2 separate regions of the Mus musculus genome follow, and region 2 is linked to region 1. The links are chromatin contacts, called in public Hi-C maps. All regions are on one chromosome and are shown on one strand. The core of a region is the stretch at or near the end of the contact, and the rest is flanking DNA. Distances in the headings are between cores, read along the strand shown. Region 1 overlaps Gm39354 (a long non-coding RNA gene). Region 2 has its middle 9.6 kb from the start of Gm25064.

The links. Hi-C and Micro-C count contacts between places; a contact is called where the count stands out from the background.
Region 2: a Hi-C map of uterus shows a contact between it and region 1, with 4 times the contacts expected there. The contact joins two enhancer-like sites. A contact is called at or near these places in 4 of 39 promoter capture datasets (the C10 cell line, the HPC-7 cell line, cranial neural crest and 1 more), 10 of 484 Hi-C or Micro-C datasets (CD4 T cells, bone marrow-derived macrophages, cerebellar granule neurons and 5 more), 4 of 115 datasets of contacts at active chromatin or transcription factors (bone marrow-derived dendritic cells, fibro-adipogenic progenitors, intestinal villus epithelium and 1 more) and 1 of 9 other capture datasets (embryonic stem cells).

What each region holds. Positions count from the first base shown.
Region 1 is chr9:63,029,792-63,037,404 of GRCm38.p6, forward strand. It overlaps Gm39354 (a long non-coding RNA gene), which reads left to right. Exons shown (of 3, transcript XR_870835.2): 2 at 3,681-3,736; 3 at 4,316-5,026. Among named protein-coding and RNA genes, the nearest start is that of Gm39354, 5.2 kb to the left of the region's middle. Within about 2 kb of position 1,815, at least 103 of the 459 cell types and tissues checked have an H3K27ac peak or open chromatin away from gene starts, as enhancers often do. A contact at or near this core is called in bone marrow-derived dendritic cells, bone marrow-derived macrophages, fibro-adipogenic progenitors and 2 more, where this site is marked.
Region 2 is chr9:63,119,835-63,127,447 of GRCm38.p6, forward strand. No RefSeq gene overlaps it. Among named protein-coding and RNA genes, the nearest start is that of Gm25064, 9.6 kb to the right of the region's middle. Within about 2 kb of position 4,402, at least 216 of the 459 cell types and tissues checked have an H3K27ac peak or open chromatin away from gene starts, as enhancers often do. A contact at or near this core is called in bone marrow-derived dendritic cells, bone marrow-derived macrophages, fibro-adipogenic progenitors and 2 more, where this site is marked.

The sequences.
Region 1 (7,613 bases), core at 565-3,064:
GTGTATGTCTCAAATAATTGTTTGAGTATGTTTTCTACTCTGTGTGTGTATATGTATTCAGTGTGTATGTGTGTGTATGTACTGTGTGTGTGTTTACTTATGTGTACTCCTGTCAATTCCTGTATGCCATGGTACACGTGTGGAAGTCAGAGGACAATCTCCAGGCTAGTTCTTATCTTTCCTGCATCTTGCTTGAATCAGAGTCTCTTGTTATTCATTGGCATATATCCTAGCATATATCCTAGGCTAGCTAGCTCAGAGCTGCTGGGAATTCTGTCTCTACTTCCTATCCTATCATAGCTGGGCTGGGATTACAGATGCACCCTGCTATGTCAGGCTTTATGTGGGTTCTAGGTCTGGGAGGACCAGGTGGAGGGCAATTCGGAGAGAGGGGAAGAAGAGGAAGAAAAGAAGGAGGAGGAGGAGGAGGAGTCGTCTCTGAACCTTTGGGATCCTGGCAGTTGCCATGACCTTACAGGTAGACCTGAGGGCAGCTGTTCTCATCCAGCTGTGTCCTATGTCCCACACTAGGCAGTTGTATGCAGTTCATTTGTCTCTTCCTGGACTAGCTGGGCTCTATCTAAAGTATAACAAAGGCGTGAGAATGCCACAGAGCTTTTCTCACTTCCAACCGAGTACAGGGGCTCCCCCTTTTCCGTGGACCTGTGTTTATGTTTTTAGTACAGTCAGTCATAGCTAGAAAGTAATCAATGGACAATTCATGTGATAAGCAATTCATAAATTAGAAATAGCTGTTATTATAGTCTACCATTTCATCATTCTAATTTATCATTAGTTATTATTTCCAATTTCTTACCGTTACTTTTATTTAATGTATAATTAAACTTTATCTTAATTGTATATGCACAGGAAAAATAGGATACAGTGTGTAAGTCCAGAGTTATGGGGGATCCCAGGCACCTGCTCGGTGCCCCGATGATGGGGCATCGTGTAAACTTCCCTGTAAGTTGCCTTAAGTTACTTAGAGCTTCTAGAGCGCCAAAAGATGATTACACCAAGTCTTGGACTCATCCTAGGCTCAGAGAAGGTTAGGCTACCATTCGTTCTGAGCTGCAGGAACCTTCATCTGTGGACTTCTGACTGTTGGTCCTCTGGGAGAGGTGAGATAATGTGGTGGCTGCCTTCTCCAAGGGTCTGAGGCCGGACCAGAACACCTGCTCCGCAGGCCAGGTGAGCTTCATCTTAGGGCGCAAATCAGTCCAGCCAGCCCTTACAGGCAGTGCCCCAGGAGGATGGAAGATGTTTTTTTGGGGGAAAGTGCTCCTAGTAATATTTTTGCATTTATGGGGAGCTATTTTTCTGAGCATTTTACAGTCCATTGAGCTGAGTCATCGACCTCCTGTGGGTAATTGCCCTGTTTATAACCAACAGCTCCTTTTGAGGATTAGGAAGCCTGAGGCCCAGCCCACTCCTCAGCGGCTTCCCCTGTGGGATCACAGTCCTCCAGTGCGAAGGGGGCCCTCCAGCACCCCATGCTCTTCCCTGATACTTTCTGAAACCACCTGGATCCACCTCAGAGACACTTTGAGAGCAAGCTCATTTCCTTAGGCCGGAGCAGCAGCTGTTCACTTTTCCACCCATCCTGTCCCTCTCTGCAGCATCTTTGGAGCCAAAACTAGACGCTCGGCTCGGGAGGAGGGGGCAGGGGCGGGGGCTCTGTGCAGCACTGAAAAGCATTTAAAGCTTGCGTATGAAATGCGATTTTTCTCAAAGAGTTTGAGGGTGTGGACCAAGAAGTGAAACCCTCCCCAGGGTTCTCCATTGCACAACTCAGTCCTACTTGGGGCCCTGCCAGTTCCTCACTCTGTGTCCCAGCTCCCTGCTCCTTTGTGAAGCTTCCTCTTTATACGTTGTGCTACCAATCTGCCTTGCAAACCTCTCTACTCTCAAGATGGCCCGAGTTTTCAAAGGCGGGGTTTGATCTCACCTGGAACTGTCTTGTCTCATACTCTGCAATCATTCTTATTTGTTTACATTGTTAACTCCTTCTTCTCCGACTTTCTCCACACACACCCCACTTTATGGTCACGTGTAGCCCAGGCTGGCCATGAACTGAACTCAGTATGTAGCCAAGGTTAACTGAATCTCCTCGATTCTACCATTTCTCAAGTGTTTGGATTACAGACCTGACTACTACACTCACCATTTAAAAAAATTATTTATTTTTATTATTTTTATATTTTATATGTGTGTTTGTCTGAATGTGGTAGCTACATGCATGTGAGTACGGGTGTCAAGAAGGCCAGAATTAAGTCCTCTGGAACCAGCAGTTGTGAGCCACTTAACAGGGTGCTGGAATTGAATGCCAATCTTCTCCAAAAGCAGTACCCACTCCTAACTGATGAGCCATCTCTCTCTCTCTCTCTCTCTCTCTCTTTTTAAGCTCTGGCTGTCCTAGAACTCACTTTGTAGACCAGGCAGGCTTTGAACTCAGAAATCCACCTGCCTCTGCCTCCCAAGTGCTGGGATTAAAGGCATGCGCCACCACGCCCGGCTGAGCCATCTCTTTTGATTTTCTTCCCTGCCTGGAAGTCTTCCTACTGTGTCACCATGACAGGTTGAAGCCGGAGGAGAGTATTGGATCCTCTGGAACTAGAGTCGCAGATGGTTATGAGCTGCCATGTGGGTGCTGGGGCACTGAACCCAGGTCCTCTGGAAGAGCAGCTGGTGCTCTTAAACACTGAGCCATCCATCTCTCCAGCCACAGCAATACCATTCTTGAAGTTAGAATTGTTTATTTGGAATGATGTCCAGAGAGCAGGTGAGACGACCAGATGGGACGTGTAGCTGTGTCCCACATTAACCTATGAATATTTAGGTATGCTTCCCTTTACCTGAAGCACTGAGAAGTGAGTTAGGAAATGCTCTACTGCTAAGATACATCCCCAGCCCTTAGGTGGCTCTTCATTTTTATGATTAACCAGCAGAGTGTGTGTGTGTGTGTGTGTGTGTGTGTGTGTGTGTGTTTATACATGTGTGTATGGGTATACTGTGTCTGTGTATTATGTGTGCATGTGTATATATTATATATGTATATCTTGTGTGAGTATGTGTGTATTGTGTGTATCTGAATATGTGTGTGTGTGTGTGTTGTATGTATATGTACATGAGTGTGTATGAGTATGTATTGTGTGTATATGGGTATGCACAATTGTCAGATCCAGAGCCTCTCAATGCTAGGCAACTCCTCTACCACTGAGCCTAGCCCCCATCTCTAGTAGATAATGTTTAAGTCAGACACACACATACCTATCCAATTGGCCAAATTTCTAGTTTAAAGCCTTAAAACCAAATAAAGCTTGCAAACACCTCCCATTTGGCCAATGCTGGTTTTAAAACGGGAGTTTGAACTCCTTTAGGCTCGTTCTCAATTAGCCACAGTCCCCACTACTCCCTGTTGCTGTACACTCAGGCTGAGTCATTCATTTATGTTATTAGGATTGCTCCAGTAAGCATCTATGTTTGCATCAACTCTGACAAGTCCCCATGGAAGAAGAAAAGCTTTTTCTAATTGTCCTCGCCTCAGTACTGTGTGTTATCAGCTGCTTTGGGCTTGAGATCTGTTCCTCCTTCCTCCTTCTGCCTTGAAAGATGCATTGCTTTACTTATTATTTTTATGTGTATGCCTGCATGAGTTTATGTGTACCATGTGCACGCAGGAGCCCAGAGAAGCAAGAAGAAGAAGGTGCTGCATCCCCTAGAACTGGAGTCATAGGTGGGTGTGAACTGTCACACAGGTGCTAAGAACTCCACTTGGGTCCTCTATAAAAGGAGTTGGTGCTCCTAACCACTGAGGCAGCTGTCAGACCCCTTCTGTTTTTAGAACATTCTCCCTCCGTCCTGTTGGGATTCTTGTTTTCCTTACTCAGTTGCCCAGGCCTTAAATGTTACTCTCCTAATTGTACAAATGCACAGTCATCATTTTGAAACTGAGGCTCTGGATGTGGCTTAGCTGGTAGAGTGCTCGCCTAGCATTCTTGAAGCCTTGGCTTTCATCCCCAGCACCACCTAAACCTGATGTGGTGGCTCACATCTATGATCCTAGCGTTCAGGAGTAGAGAGAAAGAGCAGGAGTTCAAGGTCATCTCTGATGATACAAGCAAGTGCAAGACCAGCCTTGGACACAAAGGAGCCTATCTCGAACAAACTCTGAAGCCAGCTCTTGGGTTGAGAAAATGTGGGTGACACTGTGTCCCATGATAGAGCTAGACAGTGAGCGGACTCAGCTTTGGACAGACCTGACATTGTCTTTTCAGAGAAATAAAAAAAGGCTAATCTGAAATTTCTTCACTAGGATTTGGGTGATGCCCAAAATTGAGGGCCTTGGAGGATCCAGGTCAAGTTAACCTGAGGTTGGGCGCATGGTGTCCCCCATATTCCTTTCCACGACCTGGAAGATCACATCGCTCCTTCCAGGTAAGCCATTTCTACACAGGCAGGGACCCATGACCCGTGACTCTGAGCAGCCAGTACAGTTCTTATGGGAAGTTAGTCATCACCAAGGAGCAGGCCTCCTACCACAGGTGTGGTGGGAAATAAGTGGGAAGAATAACCAAAGACCTGGATTCTGGTTTCAATCCTGACGTTAACTCAGCTATCTGGGGCTTGGGGGGGCCCACGGTGGGAGCACCTGAACTACAAAGAAGCAATAGTCACATCCTAGTCTGGGTTCAGACTGGGCTCTACACAACCGTGTCCTGCCCTCCTGTGAATAAAACATGGAGGAGCTTCAAGCCCTGTAAGCTGTCCCTTCTGTACCAGTGGAACCATAAACAGGACTGCAGCCAGTGTGACTGTCACACTTCTGATGGTGTAGGGACATGTGCTGAAACAGTGAGGTGAGTATGGCCTGGTCACCTGCAGAAGTAAGGAGCTTCTTGGAAAAGGAGTTGATGGCCTTCATTATAAAGTGTTCCACAGACGCTGTTCCTCGTGTGTGTGTGTGTGTGTGTGTGTGTGTGTGTGTGTGTGTGTGTACATGTATGTGTTTGTGTGTGTACACATATGTGTTCATGTATGTATATGTATATGCATGTATGTGTGCACTTGTGTGTAAGCATGCATATGTGCATGTACCTGCAGAGACCACAGATCATCCCTGAATGCTGCTGCCCAGATGCTATCCCTGGTTGGTTGTTTTTTTTTTTTTTCTGACAGGGTCCCTTTCTGGCCTGGAACTCACCAAGCAGACTATCCAGTGGCAGTAACAGTGACTCCCATGGATTTATCTGTCTCTGCCTCTTCAGTGCTGGAATTGCAATTACCTGCCACCATAGTTGGCCTTTTAAAAAACATGGGTTCTAGAAGTTGAACTCGGGTCCTTGTGTTGCAAGGCAAGCTTGCCTTCTCCCCAGCACAACTACTATCAATAGTAACAGCAGGAAGAGGTGCCCAGCAGTGGTTGTTTGGGACAGGGTCTTCACATGGCAGGAGGTTTGGGAGAGCAGTTCGTCACAGGGAATCCAACACTGACCCTTGTACCCTGACCCCCGATCTCCCCATTATGACCCAGTTTAGGCTAGCCTTTTAAAAGCTCCTAGAAATATTTCATCACTATAATTACAGGCAAGACTCCCTATGTCATAAGAGCTGGTGGAAAGGACAATTAACCAAGGCACATAATTGAAGGGTATATAAAAATATCCGGTAGTGGATGGAGGCCTTCCTGTTGGACACTCTCCCCAGAACCCAAGGGCAGAGATAGGAATGCACAGCTCTTAGGCAGGAGGATGATGAACACTTTATTATAAAACAGGAGTGAGGTGTCTGTGGGTAAGGGAGGCTTCCGGTGCCTCCTGTGTGGACTGAGTCACTCCCTCCCTCTCTCTCCTACTCAGGAGGTTCTCCATGCTGTGGCCCCATTTGAAGAGTCTGCTAATCATGAGATAGGAGGGAACATTTGGAATAGAGACAGTGTGACTCCTGTCACTGAGCAGAACAATGAAGAGTTCAAAAATAGTAGTATCTGCTAGTGGAAAGCCAATAAACATATAATTTTCAGGTAATTACTAGCATATAATTAGCTCTCTGCTTTTTCATATGCTCTGGCAGAAACGGAATTGGAGAGCCACAGGGACATAGCTGAGTTCAGTACATCCCAGAGCAGAAAGGAAGTTCGGTGGGTGTTGTCGTTATTGTAGTTGTCCTCCTCCTCCTCCTCCTCCTCCTCCTCTTCCTCCTCCTCCTCCTCCTCCTCCTCCTCCTTCTTCTTCTTCTCTTCCTCCTCCTCCTTCTCCTCCTCCTCTTCCTCCTCTTCCTCCTTCTCCTCCTCCTCCTTTTCCTCCTTCTTCTTCTCCTCCTCCTCTTCTTGTTCCTCTTCCTCCTCCTTCTTCTTCTATTCCTCCTCTTTCTCCTTCTCCCTCTTCTTCCTTTCCCAGGCAGAAATTGAGGGTCAGAGTGCCCCAAAGCTGGAGGAGCCCATGTCCATGACCCTCCAACTGGTAAGTATGGCTGTAAGGTTATTGGAACCAATTCAAGACCTACAGAATGAGCATCTGGACTTCCCTCCAGCCCTTTAGTCCTCCACGCGTCTGCTCCTCTTGCCTTCAGTACCCTTGTATAAGATAATAGACCTCAACTCAGTGGTGCTCCTTAGTACATCCAGGGGGGCAGGAAGTGCAGAGTGGGGAGATCTCAGGTGTCACTGCGAAGATGAGTGGTAAAGCTCAAGTCTACTAGGCAAAATCTCATCCCATGGTGTCAGGCTCTTGTTATCATACTGGGATCCATAATCAGGCAAACTTTATAGGAAAAGAATCTTGCAGTTTTGGAGGCTGAGAGTACAAATGGTGTGCTGTGGGCTCTGAGCCTGGGGTCGATGGCCCATGGTGGGGCAGGAGCAGAGGGATGATTATGTATTGAGCCAGGAAGCAGAGAGGGAGAGGGAGGCATAGTCATTTCCAAATAACCCTTTCCAATGGTGGACAGCGGAGGGCAGAAGACAGATCATGGACCATGAACAGAAGAAGAAAGAATACATCTTGAGCTAAGAAGCAGAGGGGGAGGCAGTGGTCTTGTTCATTTTTCTGACACCCTTCTCCCCAAAACTACCAAAGAGTCCCACAAGACTTGCCTCACAGTGTTGCCCAAAGGGCCTTCTGCTAGGGACCATCTCTTGAAGGTCCTAACGCTTCCCAATGTCATTACTCCAGGGACTGAACCTCTCTGGTTGCTTGAAGCTTGGGAGGACATTCAAATAGTGCTGAAATTAGAACACTTGGCATTAATTTTATTTCTCTCATTGGGTTTTTGTTGAGTTTCATATGAGGAGTAATGAGATGGAGTTCATGGAAGGTAGCCAGAACACACCTAAGGTCAGTGCCAAAAACCTGTGGCTAATACATAGATAGGGCAGGAAGGCATGTCATTAGCAGTAGCCTGTGCATGTTGACTGGCTGTCATCAGCTGCCTTTTGCTTGCTCTTCAGTGCTGATGGATGGCCCTAGGACCTTGGAGTTGGAAATAGAAAATTTCAGCAATATATGAGAGAGTACCTACCAAGCAGACACACAGAGAGAGTACATTTGCAATATATCTGCAGTATTAAATTTTCATAGGGAGAGTAACAGGGTGCAGGGAGTCCAAGAGAGCTA
Region 2 (7,613 bases), core at 3,152-5,651, 93 kb after region 1:
ATGCATATGTGCACAGACACACACACACACACACACACACACACACACACACACAGACACACAGACACACATACACACACACGAATGTTTTAAAAAGTTTCCTTTGGCTGGAAAGGTGTCTCAGTGGTTAAGAGCACCGACTGCTCTTCCAGAGGTCCCGAGTTCAATCCCCAGCAACCACATGACAAGCTGGGTTCCTCATTTTGTTCTTTTTTTTTTTTTTAAAGATTTATTTATTCATTTTATGTATGTGAGTACACTGTAGCTGTACAGATGGTTGTGAGCCTTCATGTGGTTGTTGGGAATTGAATTTTTAGGACCTCTGCTCACTCCGGTCTGCCCGCTTGCTCAGGTCAGCACTGTTTCCCCAGTCCCTGTTTGCTCCAGTCCAAAGATTTATTTATTATTAGGCGTCAGATCTCATTACGGATGGTTGTGAGCCGCCATGTGGTTGCTGGGACTTGAACTCAGGACCTTCAGAAGAGCAGTCAGTGTTGTTACCCACTGAGCCATCTCGCCAGTCCTCCTCATTTTGTTCTAACACTTAGGGAGAATCCACATTTTCTGTATTATGTGTCACATTTGTCTCTGTGACCTTTGAGTCAGGATGCCTCTCCTAGTTCACTAAGATGCTTTCAAATCATAACTTTATCAGCTGCTGGTTCTTGTCATTTGAGGTAATCACACAACCTTCCAATGTGAAGGCAGTATGGAGTTCCTGAGATAAACCTGAGCAGCAAGTATGTTTTTCATTGCCTTGCTTGAATAGTTTCCGAATGGTATGCATTGGCTTCAGTAAAGATCTGGCTGCTCTTACCTTTCAGAACAACTTATGTAAACCAGGTAGCGCTGGCTTGGCAAGTGTGGTCCATCTATAGAAGTACACAGCCTTGTCACTACAATGAACTGTCCCACCCCCAGTATTTCTGATGGCTTATCACATGCTTTGAAAGAGTTGGTTGACGTTCATATATGCCTTAGGTGCTTGCATACTGAAGAAAAAGCTTGTCTCTCACCTTGCAGAATGCAAACTCCAAGTCTGAAGGTTATCAGCCTGAATGGACTCTTGCTATCAGAGGGACCAGCACTTGAGCACTACCTTCTAACTTATACTGACTATAAACCACACCTAAGCATACCTCTCTCCAGCAGCCTCAGAATATGGAATCTCCTCCTTAAAGCCAAAGTAAACGAGTGTCTGGTTCAGTTCTGTTGTTGTGATAAATACCTGACAAAAAGCAGCTTAGAGGGAATGGGCTTGCTTCAGCTCACAAGCCCAGGGTGCAGCCCCACGGAAACGATGCAGGAACTCGGGACATCTATTCACATCACATCCTCACAGCAGTGAAGGCACAATGAAGGTGCTTAGTGCACGGCACCTAACATCCTAAACCTAACATTTCTAAACATCCCGAGCCCAAAAAGGGGGCGGGGGGGAGGGGAAGGGGGAGGGGAGTCCTGGCTCCCCCTGACAGGCTGAATCCCCCCACTCACAGAAGGCAGTCAAACTCAATCCCCTGTTACAGCAATGGTGCTCAACCTTCCTAATGCTGTAATCCTTCGAAACAATTCCTCATTGTATGGTGACCCCCCCCAACCATAAAATTATTTTTATTGATACTTCACAACTGTAATTTTGCTACTGTAATGAATTATAATGTAAATATTTTTGGAGATAGAGGTTTGCCAAGGGGTTGTCACCCAAGGCTGAGAACCACCACTCTATAGACACGCCCATAGGCTAAGCTAATCTAGACAGTCCCTCACTGACTCCTTTCCTGTATAATTCTAGCTTGTGTCAAGCCAACAGTTAAAACCATCATACTCCTACCAGGTGTGGTGGGTGATGCGGTCATTTAATCCCAGCACTCTAGAGACAGGTGGGTCTCTGTGGCTTCCAGGCCAGCCGGAGTGGCAGAGTGAGACACCGTCTCAACAACAACAACAACAACAACAACAACACATACACACACACAAAGCGAGCACACAAAGACAGAGAAAGAAAGTTCTCTCTTGTACCTTGGGGCTGGAGAGATGTCTTGCTGGTTATGAGCACTGATCATGCTGAGGACCTAAGTCCAGTGCTCAGGACCCACATGATGTCTTGCAGTTGCCTATAACTCCAGTTCCAAAGGATCAGACACCCTCTCTTGGCCTGCACGGCTCCTGCGAGCAGGTAGTGCACAGAAACTCACGCAGACGCACATACACACATATACATACATATTAAAACATTTTAAATCTATCAAAACAAACAAGAACCTCATCACACTCCATAAATCCTTTCAGTCTCCTTTATTCTTACCACAGGACCCCTCTCTCCTAAAATGCACACTCTCGGAAGAGTCCCCCCTCAGTCCAGCGGCGTCCTCAGATCCCACCCCTCCCCAAGAGATCCCTTCTTTGTGTGCTGTGTGGAGGGCACTCTCTCACACTGCAGGTGGGAGGGGGAATTGACAAGATCTCTCTGGGAAGCAATTCTGTAACCTGACTCAAAAGCCTGAAAAATATTTGTGCCCTTTGTCCCAGTAATCCTACCTCTAAAAAAAAATCTGCCTAAGGAAATAATCAGAAATGCTGACAAGGGTAGATGTTTAAAGATGTTAATCTCGCTGTTATTTTAACAGCAAAAACTGGAAACAATTTAAAGGCTCCACAGCAGGGGTAACTTAAATAAATTGTACTAAAATGGAATGAAATATCGTGCAATCAGTAAAAATACCATTTTGGAAGAACGGTTGACTGGAAAGTTGCATAAGTGGCCAATCTGTACAGTTTGGGGCTGGGTTCTTGCCATATAAAATTAGCTAACACTTCTGGAATGTCTGCTATTGCATACATACGTTCACTGAGTCCTCAGGACATTCCTGTCCTGTTCATACCATTATCCTCATTTTGTAGAGAAAGAACAGCACCAACGTCTCTGAGGAGGCATCCAGGAACATTTTCTGTAGTTTTTATTCTTTCTTTTCTTTGTCTTTTTTTTGGGGGGGGGTGGGGTGGGGGTAAGGTTGAGACAGATTCTCTGTGTAGTCTTGGCTGTCCTGGAACTCATTCTGTAGACCAGGCTGGCTTCAAACTCACAGAGATCCACCTGCCAAGTGCTGGGATTAAAGGTGTGTGCTACCACTGCCCAGCTTCCAATTCTTTCTTAAAAACATTTTTTTTTAAATGTGAGTGGATGAGTGTTGTGCCCTTGAATCACGTGCATGCAGTTGCTTGGTGAGGCCAGAAAAGGATATAGGAACCCCTGGAGCTTAAATTTCGAGTTGCGAGTTGCCCGGTGGATGCTGGGAATCTAATTCAGGTCTTCTGCAAGAGCAGCCAGTTCTCTTAACTACAGAGCCACCTCTCCAGGTCCTGGTTCCCAATTCTTGAAGAAGGTGGGTTTTTTTTTTTTTGTTTGTTTGTTTCATTTGGGTTTGGGGAGATTTTTGTTAGTTTTCTGTCTTTTTGTCTGTTTGTTTGTTTGTTTGTTTGTTGTTTCTCTGTATAGCCCTGGCTGGCCTCAATCTCAGAGATCCACCTGCCTCTGCCTCCAGAGTGTTGGGATTATAGGCATGTGCCACCGTACTTGGCTTTTGTTTGGCTTTAAGTTTCTGTTATTTGAGGTTTTATTTGTGAGTGTGGTTTTTAGATTTTCATTTGTTCCTTTCCTGTTTTGTTATTTGTTTTGCATTTTTTTGTATCGTTTTTGCCAGCTGAAGTGAATGATTGCTTTCTGGTATTACAGATGTTAGTGTTGAAGAATTTGAACCACACACAGAAAATGAAACCTTTCCCCGAAAGGTTAATCCAATTGCCAGAGCTGGCTCTGAAGTCGAGCTCTCTGCTTTAAGTTTTTAAAATGTGTCTGGGGACAGAGGCACTTTCAAGCAAATGCCACCCTCCTCACAAGTAAATAAACTCCCCAGCTGTAGTTCTTTAAGAAAGCACACTTGGTGTGGGGCTGCTTGTCCAGAGGGGTCCCTTTCTCTTGCAGTGGCTGGTTGTTTGTTTTGTTGTCCTCCCCACTCCATAGTAGGAAACCTCCAATCCAGACGGTTCCAGCCCAAGAGCTGGGAGTTGGGCCGCGAAAACCCCAGTTTCAGTTCTGACACACCGTTCAGGCCGGCAAAGGCTAGCATCTTTCCTTCATGTTCCCTGGTCCCCATCTTTCTGCCGGCTGGTCCACTTATACGACGCTAGTGGTTCCGAAGCTCCTGCGCTCCCCCTACCCCCATTTCCCCTTGAATCGGGACCCTTCGAAGTCTGTTCCACCTAGATAGGCGAGGCCAGAGAAGGGGAGTTGTCACGACCGGCGCTAGCAGCAGAGACAGGAGGCTGGCCTCCGAAGGCTGTTCCCACCCACTCATGGGTCTCTGGAGAGCAGGGCTGGCGGTGTGCAGAGCAGCTGGAGGCTCCTGGAAGGCGTCGCACCCAGGGCGAGCTCGCTTGCAGGAGACCAATGCCAGCCACAACAGTGAGTGGCCTCCTGCGCGGAGCTGTCGCCCTCTAGTGGCAGCGTGAGAAAGGTACAGCTGTTCCCTGGGCCCCACCTCCCCTCGTCACTCTCTCAGACCAGAACTGGAACTTGCTAGAAAGGGAAGCCAGACACAAGTAAGTCAGGACTGGAACCTGGGACTCCAGGCAAATTCCCCATTCAACTGACATCTATAAGGACCTCTAGAAACTATAAGGAATAAGCGTCCCAGGCTTGAGATTTGACTCAGGCTATTGCAATAAGAACAGTTGTTAATGAGGAATGTTTAAAACAAAAGGGAAGAGGGCGGGAGTATTAGATAGATAGGCGGGTAAAGAGGTCACCAGAGAGCACCATAGGAAGGAAGGAAGGAAGTGAGGAGATGGCCTTTTCTCGGAACATGCATATCGTGTGGTCGATTCCTAGCTTTCTCCCGGAACCCAAATTTAGCAGTGAGAATGTTGTCAGCTCAGGCTGCATTTGCCAGCACTGTAAACAGCAACACGATATTGTCATTTGTGAGAGGAAGGAGGAGGCGCTGGGAAGATGGCTCAGGGGTTAAGAGCACTTACTGCTCTTCCAGATGAACTGGAGTTCAATTCCCAGAATCCAGCTCACCACTCCAGCCCCAAGAGATGGGTACTATGTGCCCGCCCGTCCGCGGGTGCACACTCACACACACACACACACACACACACACACACACACACACACACACCTACTTTTTAAAAAATGTTAAAGGAGAAGAAGAAAGGGATACTGGGTGGCCCCTACTATTAGGCAGAAGGGGGATTCCTAGGTCCAGACAACGGAAGTCAAGGCAGGAGCCAGACTGACATGCTGAGTCTAGGGCTGGGGCTGCACGAGGCATAGCTAGATTGCTGAAGGTGGAGACATAAAAGATTGTTCAGAGAGGGACGTCCCCTCGGATGCCCTCCCTCAGTCATTCAGCTGTTACATCTTTAATAATCTTCCCTACTGTTTTCCCACAACATGCCTGGTTATGGCACGGCCCTGTGACCAGTGACACAGCTTTCCCCTTCATCTCTGAAGACCCTCTTAAGAGATGTGCTTTCAAGCCCAGGCCACCCTGCTCTACCCAACTTCTGGCCTATGATCCTGCCAGTGAGGAGAGGTGAGCTTTCATGATCTCCTAACAAGGACTCCAAGTAGAACTGTTGTCTCTGGAAGTCCCAGAAGGGAGTTTGGGTGTGTAGCTCTGTCCATTATCAAAGCCCTGGGTTTGATATCTCGCAATGCATAAAACCCCAAGTAGTGCTGCACACCTGGACTCAGAGATGGAAGGAGGATCAGGTCATCTTCAGCTACACAGTGAGGTAGAGGTCAGCCCATGACACATGAAACTGTCACACACACACAAAAAAATATAAATGTGGGGGGTCGGCTGGACAGATGGCTTAGCGGTTAAGAGAACAAACTGCTTTTGCAGAAGACCTGAGTTCTGTTCTCAGCATCCATACAACACAGCTCACAACTGCCTGTAACTCCAGTTTCAGGGGGATCTAATGCTCTCTTATGGCCTCCTAGGGCATCTCACTTATACATGCATACCCCACCCCATAATTAAAAATTACAAATAAGCCAGGCGGTGGTAGTGCGCGCCTTTATTCCCAGAGGCAGGCAGATCTCTGAGTTCAAGGCCAACCTGATCTACAGAGTGAGTTCCAGGACAGCCAAAGCTACACAGAGAAATCTTGTCCTGAAAAACACAAAAACAAACAAAAAATTTAATCTATTTTTTAAAAAGTGTCAGGAGCTCCATCAAGGTGGATGAGGAGGCTAAATCTGGGGAGCCAGACTAGCGACAGCATTGTCCCCTGAGCACTTCTGCCTGCTCACACTTCTAGCTACAGCTGCACGAGGTGCTAGGTAAAGAGGAAGGTCTGGATGGCCAAGGAGCGGAGGCAGCCTGGCAGCCTGGCAGCCTGGCAGCGCCCCCTCTCCTCCTCTCACTGCACTGACTCTGGCCAGCAGAGCCCCTTGTTCAGGCTTGATTTTATCATTGACTTTTCCCATTAGTATTTAAAATAATGGGGTTCATCATGATGCTTCCATGCCTGTGTCATTGTACTCTGCTTACATTCACCCCAATGGTTACACTTTACTGTCTCCTAGTAGGATTTGGTGTCCCTCGGATGGATTCTAGTCTTGCCCTGGTCCTGTCCATGAACATTCCGAGTCTTCCCTTTAAGAAAAAGAATGCCCACTCTATGCCATTATATGTTGGAGGTATGTAGCTTGTTTTGAATAAGGAAGAGGGTTTTGGACCCCTTGGATCTGCAGTTTTGTATAACTGTGAACAACCATGAAGTTCTCTGCAAAAGAAGCACTTTTTAAATTTTTTTCTTTTCTTTTTTTCTCTTTTCTTTTCTTTTCCTTTTTTCTTTCTTTCTTTCTTTCTTTCTTTTTTTTTTTTTTTTTTTTTTTTTACTGTATAGCCCTGGCTGTCCTGGAACTCACTCTGTAGACCAGGCTGGCCTCGAACTCAGAAGCAGGAAGCACTCTTAACTGCTGAGCCATCTCTGACTATCAGGACTTTTTAAGTTGGATGTACTTTATACTGTAAGACAGTCATGAGTCCCCGGGCAGTGGTGGCACATGCCTTTAATTCCAGCACTTGGGAGGCAGAGGCAGGCAGATTTCTGAGTTCCAGGACAGCCTGGTCTACAGAGTGAGTTAAAGGACAGCCAGGGCTGCACAGAGAAACCCTGTCTCGAAAAAAGACAGTCATGAGCCTTTGGGTACATAGTAGAACCATCCCATAGTGTTTTAAATTGGCAGAAATACAATAAAGAAAAATATCAACGCACACTTATGTCCTTTTTAGTCTTTTCTCCATGAATGTGGAACACAGTTCTAACCTTATTACATGCACAGATTTGTGTTCCATTGTCCAGTAGATCAGACTGTGACACAGGACAAATGGTTCAAACAAGAATGAGAGAATAGTCTCAAATGGATCAAAAATGTGTGGGGTTCAAACAAGAATGAGAGAATAGTCTCACATGGATCAAAAATGTGTGGGGCTGGGAGGTGGGGGGTGGGGAGTGGGGGGTGGCTCAGTCAATAAAGTTACTGTCACGCAAGAACCCAAATAAAAAGCTGGAAATGTGTCTCCATCATGGACATC